Regions from separate parts of the Rattus norvegicus genome. Here region 2 is linked to region 1. Evidence: chromatin contacts called from public Hi-C data. All regions are on one chromosome and are shown on one strand. The core of a region is the stretch at or near the end of the contact, and the rest is flanking DNA. Distances in the headings are between cores, read along the strand shown. Region 1 overlaps LOC102551895 (a long non-coding RNA gene). Region 2 overlaps LOC120097385 (a long non-coding RNA gene).

Region 1 (2,700 bases), core at 169-2,668:
GGCTGGTCTTCCTGGATTTCTCCCCAGTAAATTAGGGGCACCAATGTCTTGAACCGGGGTCTCCCACGGTGCTTCCCAGATTTTTCCACCTAGTCAACCTGGGGTAGATATTTGGAAAATAAAGCTACAGAAGGAGCATTCTTTCTTAACACGGATAACCCGCGCGTGTGTGTTTTTTAAATCTCGCAGGCTTACGCCCAGTTCTCGGTGCTGTGTTGGTGTGGGCATCGACAGGCCTAGGCACTTATACATAAATAAATGAGCCTCCGTGTAATCATTCGGGAACTGGAGTAGACATATAAAAAGCCCAAAGGGTTACCCATGCATGTTGTAAGATCAGATCTTGGCATTACAGACAGTTGTGAGCTGCCATGTGGTTACTGGGAATTGAACCCGGGTCCTCTGGAAGAGTAGGCAGTGCTCTCAACTGTTGAGCCATCTCTCCACCTCTTTCCATATGAATTTCAATACCTTTTTTGTGAAAAATGACATTGGAATTTTGATGAGAATGGCACTGGGTCTGTAGGTGGTCTTCGGAGCATAGCCATTTCACAGTAGCCATTCTTTCAATCTATAAGAGTGGAAGAAACCAGTTTCCCCTGCCACATTCAACTGCAGAGTATGCGGAAATGAATGTGCCACTTGGACTAAATCAGAGGTTCTTCTTACCAGGGAGTGACAAAGTAAAGGAGGACAGATATTGAATGTTTAGGCAAGGGAAGAGTTGGCACAATCTCTCGGGAGAGTGAGACCTGTGGAGGAAATATGAAATATGAAAGGGAAGAAAAGATGGATGTGGCAGTGAAGGCCGGTACTTGGGAGACAAAGGCTGGGAGGGTCAGAGGGTTGGGAGTTCAAGGTAATCCTTACATAATGAGTTGGAGACCAGCCTGGGCTACATGAGAATCTGTCTCGAAGAAAATGTAAAAGAGACAGAAGGCCATTAGGTGAGAGGGAGGACAGCCTAGAGATGGCAGGAACAGTAGATGGAAGGACTTAATCAAGTCAGTGGGTTACAGGCAAAGGTTAGAAGGAGCACTGAAGAGGTGAATAAATGATGGGGCAGAAGACATGCGGGGCAGTTGTGGGTCACAGCGTAGTAGTGTCTCAGGGTGAAGCATATGACAGCATTATCAGAGTGGTTTAGAAGAATTAGTGATATCAGTTGCTGGTGACTTCTAGCCCCTACCGACTTCTAAAATCAAGTCTTACAGGGGCCGGAGAAATGGTTCAGCAGTTAAGAGCATTTACTACTTCAATAGAGGCCCTGAGTTTCCTCTCACACCAGTCTGTAACTCCAGCCCTAAGAGGTCCAATGCCCACTTCTGACCTCTGCAGGCACCTGCACACCCACGGGATACACGTGCCGTGGTAATAACTGCTTTCCCATTCTGTGGTAAAACACAGTGAAGCCAGGCACCCTGTGTAACAGAAAGTGTTTGATCAGGCACATGGTTCACTGGGTTAGAGTCCATGACGGAGTGGCCTCAGGAACAACTGAGAGTTCATATCTCAAACCACAAGCAGGAGGCAGAGAACACACTGGCAACAGCATGAGTGATTTAAAATCTCAATGGTCCGAGTGACGAGATCATGTCTCCAACCAACTGAGGAACCACGTCTTCGAACGGAGATTTATGGGAGACATCTCAGACAAACACAAGTAAAAGATTTAAAAACTCTTTAAAGATAAAGTTGGATTGAAATGTCTATTTGCATATTTCCTGTTCTCATTTGAATTTTTCAGGGCAATATCAAACACAGAATATAATAGATTATCTATTTTGTCTCTTAAAGGAAAAGTATTATCCACATTACACTGACTTATTGTGTATTTTGTGCAGATTTTGAGTGACCATTCATGTTCTATGACAGTGACAAGGGACTGTGAGCCAAAGTTGTTTCCTATAATAAATATTCATGGTACAGAATATTAAAACTATGAAAGCAAACATGTCTACATCACAGAAAGTCCCTTTCTGCTAAGGTTTCAGATGACAGGATGGAAAAAGTATCTTTGTAAACACCACTGAACTACCCTATTTCATTGTAAGATGGGCAGGGGGACTGTCCTGTGGTCACCTAGGGCCGATGTATGTGGCAGAACACTCAGAATTCTTATTTCTGTGCTGGCTGTGAGTTCCAGCTGTGCTATGCCATTCCAACGTAAGGGAAGAAGGGTGTAAAGAAATACTTTGAGATCCACGTGCAGATGTCTGATGTCTTATCTCCGAGAAGACGGTTTTGAAGGTCCCTTCTGCTCCTGTAGCTGAACTGCTGCCATGAGAATTCTCGACCCCAATGACCAGCTAATCTTCTCACATTACTTACAAGACCACAGACAAGTCAGAGTGTTCTCATTACTGTCCAAATGTTCATTTACTTCTGGATCTTGTGAACTTTCAGGATCGTAATCGGAATGTATGAAAAAAATGTGTTTTCAATAAAAAAATTTTTTTGGTTAATGGATTTGAGATGTGATTTCCGTCAATGTGTGCTTTTTCTTTTAAGTATTATCTTTATCACACTTACTTTTACTTTGTGACTATGTGAATCACTTTCTTGGTGGTTACTTCTACTACAGTCTGCTTAAAATTATTGCTAATGGTTTCTTATGATCATAAACTGTTCTGGCCTTGTTTAGTAAGAACCGAGCCCTGCTTTTGTGTGTGAGGAAGTACAGACAGTATCTCCCTAGCT
Region 2 (2,700 bases), core at 54-2,553, 280 kb before region 1:
TTGTCAGAGGGGTGTGTCACTGGAGGAAGGTTTTAGGTTTCAAAGACTCTTGTCATTCCCTGTGTTCTCTTTGTCTCCTACTTGGATGTCAGATGTGTGTCACCATGCTTTCAATCTGCTGTCGTAGACCCTGGCCCATTGGAATCTGGGCTCATTTAAACGCTTCCTCTTACAAGTTGCCTGGGTCCTGGTATCTTATCCCAGCAGTGGAAAAGAAACTAAGTCAGCTCTGCGGACAGCCATGAGCTTATTTAATTTCTCTGTAACTTCTAGCTCTGCTAAATTGGAGTAGACTCTGCCGACTCACTTACAAAGGAACATCATAATGATATACAGAGAATAAATTCAGAGTATAAATTAGTAGGTGATGTGATTCCAGGGACTGAGATCATTCCTTATGTATTTTTGCGATCAAAAACAGAATTGGGAAGTTGATTTCTTAAAAGATTTTTAAAATAGTAATGTAAAAGGGTAATTCTTATCTTCTGAGTATCTAATGATTGAGGAAAATTTATGCATATACCACTAGGGGTTGGGAGTCCTATGCAGTAATATGTTGTTTCGGTTTACTTTCTGTTGAGTGATAAAACATTGTACAAAATCAGCTTGTGGAAGAAAGGTTTATTTAGCTTACATGACCTGGTCATAGTGAATCATCATTCAGGGAAGTCAGTGCAGGAACTCAAGCAGGAGCATGGAGGCCGGAACCATGGAGAAATGCTGCTTCTTGGCTTACTCTCCATGGCTTGCTCAGCAGGCCTTCCTATTGTATTAGGTACTGTGCTAGTGGTGCAATGAAACGCCATGACCAAGGCAACTTATAAAAGAAAGCATTTGTACTGGGCTTATGACTTCAGAGGGTTAGCGTCTGAGATGGGAGAGCAAAGACACGGTGGCAGGAAGAGCTATGAACTCCCACCCTCAAAATTGTAAGTAGGAGACAGAGAGGACACAGGGAAAGGCATTTTGAAACCTCAGCTTGCCTCCACTAACACACCGCCTTCAACAAGGTCACACCTCCTAATCCTTCCCAAACAGTTCTACCAACTGGGGATCAAATATTCAAACCTATGCACCCACAGAGATGGGGCATTCTCATTCAAACTATAACATATAGAATCTAGGATGACTTGCTCAGACACGGTCCTTCCCACAGTGGCCTGGGCCCTCACACATCAACATTAGTCAATAACATGCTCTACAGACATGTCCACAGGCCCATCTGTTGGAGGCAGATTCTCTTGACAGGTGACTTCAGTTTGTGTCAAGTTGACAGAAACTAATCTGAGCACATGTCGTCCCTTGGATGTGGCATGCAATGGTTGGCAGTCACATTTCCTTAGCATTCATAGAACACAATACATCTTCCATGTCTGTGGGACTGAGAAAAGCAGAGGACATCATGACAAAATTTCTATGTTAGATCACAATTTGGCTACAGGTTTTGAAACAAAGAAAAGCGATTCTTTTTATTTAAAAATCCCCTTTTCATTAGGTAATTTATTTGTAACTGTAGCTACTCACTTCAGTGTAGATGTTTGGTTGACATCTGGGCCATTGCCACTAGAAGTGTGGTAACAGCTTCTGCCTAACTGGAAGGATTAATAATTCTTGGAATCAAAACATTTATTCAGAGGGTTAGGGAAAGGTTGGGGAAGTTCACACTGTCTGCTGTCCTCTGCAGGGCGGACCTTAGAGGTCTCCTCTAAGCTAAGAGCTGGGATTAATAATTCTAAATGATTTGAATCCAGTCTTTTATACTGAGCACTAACTGCTTCTATTTTTAAATACTTTTAAATTTTTTATAAGATACTACTATTTACTTAATGATACAGTGATCTAATAAAGCCAGATCATTAACATAAATATTAATGATATCAGTAATATTATTATTCACATTTTACGTGCTTGTACTTTTTATGTAGTGCTGGGTTTCTCTTTTTTAAAATTCAGGGCTTAATAAGTGGTAAACTTTACTACTGAGTTATCGATCCAGACTTTAATAGTGAAATTTTTAAGTAAGCAAAGACGTAAAAGTCTCAAAACAAATACTTTATGTTAGGTGTTCACTTACATTGTACGCCAGGGTGTGTGGCTGACTGTCAATAGTGGGTGTCTTTTCTGATTGCTCTCCACCTTATTTTTTGGCTAAGCTTGCTAGCCAGTGAGCTCCAGAGATCTCGCTGTCTCTGTGCCCCAGTGCTGGGGGATCGGGCATACTGTGCCCTCATCCCTGGCTTTATGCGGCTGCTGGGGATCCAAACTCATGTTTCTGTGCTCCCACGCCACCTTCCAAGGCCTAATTTTCTAGGATTTATCTAAATTCTCCAATAATCGTATCCTTGTGCTTCAACTATAATTTCTTGACTGTAGATTCAAATTTCCAAGGGTTACCTCTCTGATTTTGACAGAAACCGATTAATTACTTAAAAGCACAGGCACAACAAAACTAATTTAATGCTATTTTAATTAACTAGTACATTTTCTGTCTTGTAAGTTTCTTCTACTGAATATAAGGAAACCCAGGTCTTTTATCAAAAGTTATTAAGACATTTATATGAGAAATTTTTAATTTCAAAACTTGAGAGTTGCGTAAAGTCAAGACACATGTTTGTAAGAGCTATAAAAGCTTATGAAAGTCATGACTAATAGTTTTTTCTAAAGATTTATTTATTATATATAAGTACTCTGTAGGTATCT

What was found. A called contact is a pair of places that touch in the nucleus more often than the background predicts.
Region 2: a contact with region 1 is called in a Hi-C map of liver, with 2.9 times the contacts expected there. The contact joins two enhancer-like sites. A contact is called at or near these places in 11 of 12 Hi-C or Micro-C datasets (the Rat2 cell line, Schwann cells, frontal cortex and 6 more) and 1 of 1 datasets of contacts at active chromatin or transcription factors (oligodendrocytes).

The regions. Positions count from the first base shown.
Region 1 is chr16:52,060,724-52,063,423 of GRCr8, reverse strand. It overlaps LOC102551895 (a long non-coding RNA gene), which reads left to right. Exons shown (of 3, transcript XR_360468.5): 3 at 1-155. Among named protein-coding and RNA genes, the nearest start is that of Ptmal4, 34 kb to the right of the region's middle. Within about 2 kb of position 1,418, at least 3 of the 93 cell types and tissues checked have an H3K27ac peak or open chromatin away from gene starts, as enhancers often do. A contact at or near this core is called in hepatocytes and liver, where this site is marked.
Region 2 is chr16:52,339,179-52,341,878 of GRCr8, reverse strand. All of the region lies in intron 2 of LOC120097385 (a long non-coding RNA gene), which reads right to left. Among named protein-coding and RNA genes, the nearest start is that of Irf2, 58 kb to the right of the region's middle. Within about 2 kb of position 1,303, at least 2 of the 93 cell types and tissues checked have an H3K27ac peak or open chromatin away from gene starts, as enhancers often do. A contact at or near this core is called in hepatocytes and liver, where this site is marked.